3 separate regions of the Mus musculus genome follow, and all the other regions are linked to region 2. A link is a contact called in public Hi-C and promoter capture Hi-C data. All regions are on one chromosome and are shown on one strand. Each heading gives the region's core, a stretch centred on a gene start, on an enhancer-like site or on the middle of the called end of the contact. The rest is flanking DNA. Distances are from core to core; before and after follow the strand shown. Region 1 holds the start of Zfp771 (zinc finger protein 771). Region 2 holds the start of Zfp768 (zinc finger protein 768). Region 3 holds the start of Zfp688 (zinc finger protein 688).

Evidence for each region. Hi-C and Micro-C count contacts between places; a contact is called where the count stands out from the background. Capture Hi-C pulls out chosen DNA fragments and counts their contacts.
Region 1: a contact with region 2 is called in a Hi-C map of the CH12 cell line. The contact joins the promoter of Zfp771 here to the promoter of Zfp768 in region 2. A contact is called at or near these places in 3 of 39 promoter capture datasets (the C10 cell line, the HPC-7 cell line and macrophages), 3 of 15 datasets of contacts at CTCF or cohesin (CD8 T cells, the NIH/3T3 cell line and large pre-B cells), 32 of 484 Hi-C or Micro-C datasets (the 63-12 cell line, the AML12 cell line, B cells and 22 more), 14 of 115 datasets of contacts at active chromatin or transcription factors (the HPC-7 cell line, the SCID.adh cell line, Th17 cells and 7 more) and 3 of 9 other capture datasets (adipose tissue, liver and pancreatic islet).
Region 3: a contact with region 2 is called in a promoter capture Hi-C map of adipose tissue. The contact joins the promoter of Zfp688 here to the promoter of Zfp768 in region 2. A contact is called at or near these places in 22 of 39 promoter capture datasets (the 3T3-L1 cell line, 3T3-L1-derived adipocytes, the HPC-7 cell line and 15 more), 1 of 15 datasets of contacts at CTCF or cohesin (the NIH/3T3 cell line), 26 of 484 Hi-C or Micro-C datasets (B cells, the G1E-ER4 cell line, Th1 cells and 16 more), 9 of 115 datasets of contacts at active chromatin or transcription factors (the SCID.adh cell line, cardiomyocytes, embryonic forebrain and 4 more) and 4 of 9 other capture datasets (adipose tissue, embryonic tail, liver and 1 more).

What each region holds. Positions count from the first base shown.
Region 1 is chr7:127,243,121-127,246,596 of GRCm38.p6, forward strand. Zfp771 (zinc finger protein 771) reads left to right here and starts at 1,406. Exons shown (of 3, transcript NM_177362.4): 1 at 1,406-1,488; 2 at 1,865-2,014. The coding sequence starts at 1,874.
Region 2 is chr7:127,343,685-127,347,184 of GRCm38.p6, forward strand. Zfp768 (zinc finger protein 768) reads right to left here and starts at 1,630. Exons shown (of 2, transcript NM_146202.1): 1 at 1,465-1,630; 2 at 1-1,191. The coding sequence starts at 1,552.
Region 3 is chr7:127,420,000-127,423,438 of GRCm38.p6, forward strand. Zfp688 (zinc finger protein 688) reads right to left here and starts at 2,035. Exons shown (of 3, transcript NM_026999.4): 1 at 1,810-2,035; 2 at 1,406-1,519. The coding sequence starts at 2,005.

The DNA of each region.
Region 1 (3,476 bases), core at 156-2,655, 100 kb before region 2:
GTGAGCTCCAGGACAGCCAGGGCTATACAGAGAAACCCTGTCTCGAAAAACCAAAAAAAAAAAAAAAAAAAAAAAAATAAAGATTGTATTTGCTGGGCATGGTGGCGCACACCTTTAATCCCAGCACTTGGGAGGCAGAGGCAAGTGAATTTCTGAGTTCAAGCCAGCCTGGACTACAGAGTGAGATCCAGGACAGCCAGGGCTATCCAGAGAAACCCTGTCTCGAACCCCCCCCCCAAAAAAAAAAAAACCAAAACAAAAAACCAAAACAACAACCACAAAGATTGTATTTATTTTATGTGTATGAGTACTCTGTAGCTCTCTCAGACACACCAGAAGAGGGCATCTGATCCCATTACAGATGGTTGTGAGTCACCATGTGGTTGCTGGGAATTGAACCTGTGGAAGAGCAGTCAGTGCTCTTAACCATTGAGTCATCTCTCTGGCTCCTTTATTATTTTTATTAGAAAAAAAAAGTTTCACTATGCAGGTCTGCCTGGCCTTCAACTTACAGAAGTCCACCTGCTTCTGCCTCCCCAGGGCTAAGTGGCACCATGCCCAGTTAAAAATATCTAGAGAGATAGGCAAGATGGTACTGTATGTAGTATTGTAGAGTGGATTTGACCTTGGGCTATTTCTTCCCACACTACCAGTAGTGAGAAATGCTTCTTTACTGTATAATTTAGGTAAATCAGTCCTCTCTGAACTATCTTTAAGTGCACGTGTAAAGTGAGATCGCAATCCTCTGTGCTGAGCAAATGTGACCCAGTGTGTAAAACAGCAAACTTTCAAGAACAGGTACCCAAGCCAGGCACGACAACTCCTGCCTTATACTCTCCAGATTCGGGGTGAGGGTCGGGGGCTTGCCACTGGTTCTAAACTAACCAGGTTTACATAGTGAGCCTCTGACAAGTCAGAAACAACACTCGGTAGATGAAAGCGACAGATTGGGCGGTGGTGGATCTGGGCCGCATGCGGGCAAACAGTAAGCTGTCTGGCAGATCAGGGGATGGGAAGGCGACGCGAGAAAGAACGAAGAAGGAAAAAGGAGGGGAAAGAAGAGAGGAGGCAACAGGGCCCGCTCTCCAGGCGGGGCGCCAGCGAGAGGCCCAGACCCCCGGGAGCGCACGTGGCCTACGCGGGCACAGCAATCTCGGTGGGGCGTCAAGATCCAGCAGCGGCGGAGCCCGGCTGAGGGTGGTTGGAACTCGGCTGCAGGGCCTTGAAGGCCGGGCTAGGCATGGTCTGTTGGTTAGGAGTTTCCGGGCCGCGGACACCTCTGAGTCCCGGCTACCCCTCCCGGGGCGGTTAGGGACAGAAGCTCAGGCCTCCAGCCTCTCCCCTAGGGGCGGGGCCAGACGGGCGAACCAATGAATGTCCGCCCCTGGGGCCCCGCCCCGCCCCCGCCTCCGGAGCCGCGGCCTTCGCAGAGCACCCAACCGCCCCTCGCCCAGGCCCGGGGCCGCACGAGCACCGAACCTCGGGCTGGTGAGTGCGCACTCCACCCCGGGGCCTCAGCTCCAGCGGGCCTCCGGCTCATCCCTTAGCGCTCAGGTCGCCGACCCAGGCTCTGGGGAGTGACTCAGCGCGAGGAGGGTGGCAACTCGCGGGAGCTGGAGATTCGAACTGTTCAGGGCCCTGAATGTCGGGATGAGTGGGGTGAACGGGTGTCTTCTGAGCTGGGCCCTGGGCAGTGTCGGAGCGTGGGGTTGGGTTAGGGTGGATGGGAAAGGACTGGACTCGGAGCCTGGGCAGGGCGGGGGAAGCCACGGCTGCACCGCCTTGTCTGGGCCGGGGCCACAGTGGGGGTGGGGGTGGGGGTGGGGGGCGGGTCCTGAGCCTCTGATCCAGCGCCCCGCCTCAGGACACCAAGATGCCTGGCGAACAGCAGGCAGAGGAGGAGGAGGAGGAAGAGATGCAGGAGGAGATGGTGCTGCTGGTGAAGGGTGAGGAGGAGGAGGGTGAGGAGAAGTATGAGGTGGTGAAACTCAAGATCCCTGTGGACAACAAGGAGGTACGTGTTCCGTCCCGATCCCACCCCCACCCTCGAACCTGTGCCAGGTTCAACGTCCCTCAGACAGAAGTCAAAAATCCTGCCCCCGCCTTTTCCTGGATCTCAGATCTAGAAACTCAGAATTGGCCCATCCTTGTGCTCACTGCCCCCCACGCCCCATTGGATAGACGTTTGGCCCACTGTGAGAGCCAGATGCCATGCTGGGTGCTGCTTGAGGCACCGTGCTGAGTGGCTTCAGTCTCCACGCAGCCTGATGTCTGTAAACTCACAATCCTGTATCCTGAGTCCAGATATAGGAGTTAGCAAAGGCCAGAGGTGAGGGAAGATGAGGCCAGGCCGCAGTAACAACAGCTACCTCTCGCATAGTTTATGGTGTGCCAGATGCTATTCTAAGCACCTCCAGTCTGGTTTGTTGCTAGTACTGACTCCATTTTCTAGGTGAGGAACTGAGTCTAAGACAGTTGGCAACCGACCTAAGTGACTACCCCAGACTGGAAGAGTGGCTCTGTCTGTAGGGAGCTATGGGACAGTAGTTCCCTCATACTCCAGCACAGCTCCAGGCAGGTTGGTTGGCAGAGCATGCTGGGGATCTGGGTTTTCTCCTGGAGGTTTTTAGGACATCAGAATGAGTTAGAGTCTGCCATTTGAGACCCTAACTATTCACCAATTATTTTACTTCCCAGAGCTGCCAGGGACCCTGGGCTGTCCCTTTCTCAGTAGACTTGAGTTCAGCTGGAGGGCTCTGGCTGCCTTGGGGATAAATGCTCGTTCCCCTAGCGGACCTGATGAGTTGCTGGGAAAGGACACCTGCTCTCTAGGCCTCTTCCACTGCTAACTGTGAAGTCCGGTTCTTTCCAGCCTTCTTGGCTATCATCTTCACTCAGCCTGACTTTGAGACCTCGCATACACTTTGGTTTGAACACTAAGGACCTAAGGCTCCAGAGATTAAGATGGACTTCCATTCTCATCACCTCCCTACCAGCTGACAAGTTTCTCGGCCTTGTTAGTTTTTCTTGCAGTACTAAGAATTGAGCCAAGGCTTTACCCGTCTCTGTACTGTAGCCAAGCCCTTTTCTATTGAGGTAGAGTCTCAACCAAGTTGCCCAGGTGGGCCTAGAATTTATTCTGTAGTCCAGGCAGGCAGTCCTTTGACCTTGGCATTCCTATTAATTGAGTGGGATTTCAGGCCTGAGCAAAGCTACTTGGCTTTCTACCTTCTCTGTGCCTCAGTTTCCTCATTTGTACAGGGAGAGCATAGCAGCACTTACCTCCTGGAGATGTAAGGACTGAGTGAATATGTGAGTTAGAGCTATGTCTTGCACATAAGCAGTGTGTAAGTAGTTCCGTTTTTTTCTCTGTGTGTGTAGGTGAGCGGTGTATGTGAATGTGTGTCCTGTGCTTGTGCCGGAGCTGGGCAGGTACAGCAGGTACCTGCTCCATTACTGTCCACCTGATTCCCTTG
Region 2 (3,500 bases), core at 380-2,879:
GTTGCCCAGTGTGCACCCTTTGGTGACTGCGCAGGGACGAGTTCTGGCTATAGCACTTGCCACACTCGGGGCAGCTGTAGGGCCTCTCGTGGCTGTGGGTGCGCTGGTGTCGCAGGAGGTAGGAGCTGTCGCCAAAGGCCTTCCCACAGTGTGGACATTTGTAGGGCTTCTGGCCAGAGTGGGTACGCTGGTGGCGGAGTAGGTAAGAGCTATCAGCGAAGGCCTTGCCGCACCTGGGACACTTGTAGGGCCGCTCGCCTGTATGCGTGCGCTGGTGTTTGATGAGGTCAGAGCTCTGGGAAAAGGCCTTGCTGCAAACCTCACATTTGTAAGGCTTCTCGCCGGTATGGATGCGCTGGTGCTGGATCAGGGTCGAGCCTCGTCCAAAGCTCTTCCCGCAGATGCCACAGATGTTAGGTCGAGGGCCTTGCCCACCCCTGGCCCGGCCACCCCTACGGCCTGGCCCACGCAGGGTTCCTGTCAGATTCAGTGGATTCTGGAGCATCTCAAACTGGGGTGCAGCCAGCAGAGCCCCCGAAGGCATGTCAAATGGAGGCAGCGCTCCTGTGGGCTGCTCCCCAAACCCTTGAGTAAAGGAATCCAGGGGGTGGACTCCTAGGGAGATGCTCAAGGGATTCTTTTCCTCGGGGCTCAGAGGCATCTCTGCACCTTCCTGGAATTTGGAACTTTGAGTTTCAAACTCAGGGCTATGGGTTTTGAACTCAGAATTCTGAACGCCATCTCCAGAGTTCTGCGGTTCATACCCGGGGCTCTGAGATTCATACCCTGGACTTTGAGATTCAAATTCGGGGCTCTTTGAACCGTACCCAGGGCTTTTGGGTTCATACCTAGGACTCCCAGGTTCACAGCCAGGGCTCCTGGGATGGCAGCCAGGGCTTCGGGGCTCATACTTAGGACTCTGGGATTCAAACTCCGGGCTCTGAGGATCTGATTCAGGACTTCTGGGTGCAAACTCAGGGCTTGGGGGCACAAACCCAGGGCTTCGGGATTCAAACCCTGGGCTTTCAGGCTCAAACCTGGGGCTCTGGGATTCAAATTCTGGGCTTTGTGGCTCAAACTCTGGGCTTTGGGGTTCAAGCCCAAAAGGTATTTCTTCAACTTCATAGTCCCCATTGCCTTCTCGCTGAGAAATTTCCCCTTCTTCATTCTCACTTGTGTTGCCTGCAGGATCTGAGAATTACAGAAAATCCAGATTGAATGGGGGTCTGGAAGGTCATTGGGTCCATTAATTGTCCCAAAATTCTCTTCCCACTCCCCAAGCAGGGTCATTGGCCCCTACAAGTGAGGTGACAAAATGTACCACCTCCCCTCTAAAGACCCGGGGCACTCAGTCTCCACCCTCCACCCCACTTCCAAGTGTTTAAGATTCCGGCCTTATTTCCCTCCCGCAGGCCACAGCCCAGTTTTCTGGCACACTCCTAAGAGGCGCGGTCCTTCCCTCACCTTTGAGAGACCCTTCGGGGCTGCCCACTGCGTTGGGACTGTGCACATCCCGGGACTCCAGGCCCCACGACGACGCCTCCCGCTCCATCCCTGCCAGTTCCCAGTGCGGCGGCGGTGGCGATGGCGGACGATCCTACGACCCAGTTCGAGTGCCTGGAGCCCCGAGCCCTCGCCACCCGCGCGTTCAGAGCCTCCGAGGAGACCGGGCGGCCTGGCTTCGGCCGCGAAGGCCGGACGTCTTGACCCTGGGCCTCTCCGGCCCCGCCCCTGTCCGCTGCCCCGCCCCCCTCCCAAGGTCCCCGATTGTCTCGTGGCCCTCACCGGCCCCCGCGCGTCGTGGCCTCGGAGGTGAGGGGCGAGGCGACTCCTCCGGCCGTCCCCCAGCCACAACTCCCAGCCCGAGACCCTCTAGTCTCGGCCCCTAGCCCCGGCCGGGCTACTGCGCCCCTGCCCCCTCCCCCCGCACAGGAAGTGTCCGTCCCTGGCCAGTTCCCCCCGCTGGCTCGCGCCGCGGCCTCTCTAGGAGCGGCTGGAGGTGGAAACTCGTTGGCATTAACCCTGGACTGGATCTCCCGGGCCTCGGGGGGTGGGGGCGACCCGACGCCCCGGAGCCGGCGGGAAGGGCAACAGCAGTTTGTGTGTCTGTATCGCGGGTCTCGGCCTAACCGGGGACCTGTCTGCAGGTTTCTCCGACCATGTGCTGGCTACTGAGTGTGGCCAAGGGCGAAGCGGCAAGTGAGACCAAGGTCAGCGAGAAGGAGCGACGCTTCCCGGCGCCAGCGGGGGAGGCGGCTAGCTCCTCGCCTCAGCCTCGGGGCACTCGGACTGGCACCGGGAACGCGGACGGACGCCCGTTTGACCGCACAACCAGGCTCTGGAGCCCAGAGCCTGCTAGCCCGCCGAGCTACGACAGTGACACCCGCGCCCACTCCCCCCTCCCTCGCCCTCCCCTCCCCCTCCGCGATGCGGGCTCGTTGCCAGAGAAACAGCTCCGCCTCCGCGCCGCGAGGCACCGCCCACTCCTCCCAGGATTGGTTGTTGGGGCCGGCTGTCTCTGCTTCACCGTGGTCCCGGGGTCACCGTGGGTCCGGGCCGTGTAGAGCAGAGGGCGTTCAGGCCATTCTAACAGGATGCCCGGAATGCCTGCGGGAGTGAGAGAGGGAGGCGCCGGGCGTCTCCTCGCGAGCTCGGCCTGCGCTTTGTAAACTTTCCCCTGAGCCGTTTGTCCTGTATTAGGAAGAATGGAAGCCTAGGGCTCTTAGGGTAGACACCCTTCCTCCTCTGCTTTTCTCCCTTCTCGTTTCTTCTGCTCTCAGGTTTTACAGGTGCTGAGGGGCCACTCCAGAGATACTAACATAGGACGACCTTTAATTTCTTCCCTTTCCAAATCTTGTGTTTGATTCCTCGTTTCTTGATTTTCTCACAAGCGTGCGGGACAGTTCGGAGAGTGACACTGAAGAGTTCCAGAAGGGAAGGGGGAGGGGGAAGGGGAGAGAAGAGAAGAGAAGAGAAGAGAAGAAAAGAGAGGAGAAAAGAGAGAAGAGAAGAAGAGAAGAGAAGAGAAGAGAAGAGAAGAGAAGAGAAGAGAAGAGAAGAGAAGAGAAGAGAAAGAAGAGAAGAGAAAGAAGGAAGGTGGGCCAAACAGGCCCTTTTATAGCAAGCCAGACCTACCTGGCTGTTGCTAGGTAACTGTTGGGCGGAGCGTAGAAGGAATACCTGCAGATAGCCCTGGCCCCGCCCAGTCTGCGGGCCCTGTTCAGCCTTTCTCCCTGTCTCCCTGTGCTCTGCACTCTTCCAGATGGCTTTGGCTGTTCTCTCTCTCCTATCGACAATTAGAAATAAGATAAAGACTTTCCCCTAACTCTCGCATGGAACAGTCGTGTCGTCAGTATCATCTAATCTAATCTAATCTAATCTAATCATTTTCTACTCTTCTACTGAAGCAAGTTTGGTAGTCTTGACAGCTAACGAGCCAATTCGCTGCGCTCAGCTTCCTGCATACTATAATCAAGGGTTTTCACAGCCAGCAAGTTTGA
Region 3 (3,439 bases), core at 785-3,284, 77 kb after region 2:
CGTTGCTCACCTTTAACCCTAGCACTTCAGAGGAAAGGCAGGTAGGTTTCTGTGGGTTTGGAGACAACCCGGTCTAAATGCTGAGTTCCAGGCCAGCCAGAGCTACCTGTCTTAAAAATGAAAACAATCAACACAACAAAAATAAAACAAACCCGGGGCTGGGATGGCTCAGTGGTTAGGAGCACTTGCTGTCCTTCCACAGGGCCTGAGTTTACTTCCCCAAACCCACATGGGGCAGCTTACAACCACTGTAACTTCAGCATCAGGGACGCTCATGACTCCGGTCTCCCTGGGCAGCTGCACTTATGGAGACCCATACACTGACACAGAATGAAAAATAATAAAGATAAATCTTAGGAAAAAAGTTTCAGTAAAACCTAACACGTCTGCACTGACCACTCTAGCTGTTACCCAGGCAGCACCAAAGCATAGCCCGGTGGCTAACACGGAGTTGTTGAAAGTCAGTTAAAATCCCCTTCCTCCTGTGTCAAATGGGAAAAAGTAACGGTCCCCTGACTTCCAGGATTGTTGGATTAAATACATACATGCTTATTGGTCACTTAGTAAATGCTCAATAAACAGTATTTACTGGTGTATTTTGTAGTTGGTTTTGGTGCAGCGGTTCTTTGATAGATGAGGCACCATATTTGCTTCAGGGTTCTTCCACTCAGGGTAGAGATGGGAGACGAGCCAAGCTGTCATTATCCAGGCAGACACTTTTCTTGTGTACCACTTTGCCTTGTTCAAGAACTATGATAGGCAGACAAGTTCTATTTTTAGGGGCATTTTAGGGATTTTTGGAGGGTAGGGGTGGTGAGCTGAGACAAGGTCTCACAGTATGTTGTCTCAATTGGCCTCAAATCCCCCTGCCTCTGTCCCCCCGGGGTACTGAGATTAAAGGTGTGTGCCACAATGACCAGCCTTAGTTAGTTTTAAAAAGGGGAAATGAGTGTTATTTTAACAAACATCTGGAAACATAAACATTCTTTGAGTTCTAGATTCTCCTACTCTGTTTTTTTTTTTAAGATGTATTTATTTGTTTTTATATACATTGGTGTTTTGCCTACATTTGGTTCTGTGTGAGGGTGTCAGGTCCCCTGGAACTGGAGTTACAGACAGCTGTAAGCTGCCGTGTGGGTGCTGGGAATTGAACGCTGGTACTTAGGAAGAACAGTAGGTGCTCTTGACTCATGGGCCATCTCTCCAGCCCCCCTACTGTTTTTAATAGGACAGCTCTCCTGAATTTCCAAAACTCTGGAGTAGATAGGCTTTCTTTTCTTTAGTATCTGAACATGTAGGCTCTAATCTGTAGGGATGCTGGAATGGGGAATCTGAAAGAAAGGTTTACTAGAGAAGAAACCCCCGGACAAACAAGGTTTCAGGAGGACTTGGGACAATCCCTCACCTCTCGGAGCTCCTCCCAGGCTTTCCCCCTCCTCAGGATCCTGGGCGGCGGGGCTCCAAGCCTCACTCCCCTGTTCCATCCAAGAGATGAGGGCTGGTTTGGGGCCCGGGAACCCTGAGAGAGAACAGGGGTCACAGTGCTGGCCTGAGAGGCTGGCCGGGGCAGATAGCATCCCACTAGGGTGAGGGCACCTCCTCGGAACTTATGCACACATTAACCTGGACAGGGTTTGCGATGCTCTTGCCTGAATGGAGACTCCCGAGGAAGCCCTGAGAATGGAAGGTGACTGATGCTGCTGGTGGAAAAGTGCGGGATGAGGGCTCATAATCCACTTGATCGGTCTACTGCAACTCCCCGGTGAACCCCCAGGAGGATGGGGGCGGGGCTCTGACTCGGGGCCTCACCGAGCGCGCCCAGGAGGCCGTAGGTCTCGCGCATCACCTCCCGATACAGGGTTCTCTGCGCGGGCCGCAGACACCCCCACTCCTGCGGGGAGAAGTACACGGCCACGTCCGCGAAGCTCACAAGCTCAGGCTTCCTGAAACCGGGCCAGATCTCCCCAGGCATCGGAACCAGCAGTGAGGCCGGGGGTGGCGCCATCGGGGATCCTGCCCAGGCAGCGGCTTGGCTGCCCTAGCCTTCCGCTTCCGGCCTCCGCAACCGCGGGAAACCACGCCCTTGGCACGCCCCTTGGTCACAGTTGCTAGCAACGCGTGCGGAACGAACGCGGCAGCCTTACTGGCCGCAAGGGAATGCAGAGCAATAGTGTTTACTCCACAGCTGCTCACACAAAGACACGAAGGTGTGAAGGGAACCGAAAGATGTCTTCAGAAAACATGGAGACCGCCTAGCTTCAGTTGTCATTGACGGCACTGAGGTGCCCTTTCTGCAGCTTAACAAACTTCGGACTTCCACTGCCCGCGGCGCCCCATTTGCCCTTAAATACAATGACCGCTTCAGGAATGTTGGTGTTCGTTTCTATGTGTAGGAAAGAGAGACCTTCAAAAAATACCCGCTACCTGCTGCCTCATGGACCTCTGTGCGCAATTACAACGGCTGATGATTGGCTGTAACGGCAAGGAGCAGCAGTGTTGCAATTGGCTTCGGAATGGCGGGACATCTGAAACTGTTCTGAGGACCTGGGCATCCCTGGTGCCTGAGATAGTGTCTCCCCAGTCTCCCAGTGTGCGTCCTGCTGATGTAACTGGAATCTGATGGTTAGCCTCTAGAACCTGGCAAAGCCTGAGTATTGCATTTCAGAAACTCAGTTCGTGTCTTCAGAGAAGTTGACAGAATACTTGAACCGGTGGTTCTGCTCGCTTAGTCTGTATATTTAAGTTACAGGCTAAGGGGTGTGCTTAGTGTGTTTCTGCTCGGATGAAAGCATATTCTGGGACGTGGAAGCCCAGGAACCACACAGCCCAGAGGTGGGACAGTCTCCTAAGGGAAGGGTATTCTGAGACATGGGGGCTCAGGAACCACAAGCTGGAGGGTCCAATGTGTGGAGGGATGAATCCAGAGAAAGCTGCCCTCTGCTCCTTGGAGCAGACAATAGGGAAGTGAACAGAGGGCAGACCTTATATAGGACTTCTTAGGGGGTAGAGCTTTTCAGGGCAGAGAGTAAAGATTGGTGGGATTTCAAATCCTGATCTTGGGGAGCTCAGGGCTTGGTGTTTTTTTTTGTTTTGTTTTGTTTTGTTTTGTTTTTCCCTGTTCAAGTGTTGGTGGGTTTTCATGCTCAGAGAGAAGTGGGGTTTTGTTGTTGTTGTTGTTGTTGTTGTTTTTCCTACTCAGGGATTGGTGGCTTTTTTCCACCACCCCCTTTTCCTGCATTGGGCCCATGGCTACAGATGGCTTTGATTGAGGTAGCATCTCTGTGGAGCTGTGTGGGGAGGCTAGAGAGGGGGTGGACAGCTCCTGCAGTGGTGTTCAATTCACCAAGGCTGTAGGCTGAGGCAGGAAAGGTGTCACCCACCGCTCCTGTGGGACAACTCCTGCTGAGATGGGAAAAGAGATGTGCCACCGTGGACAGCT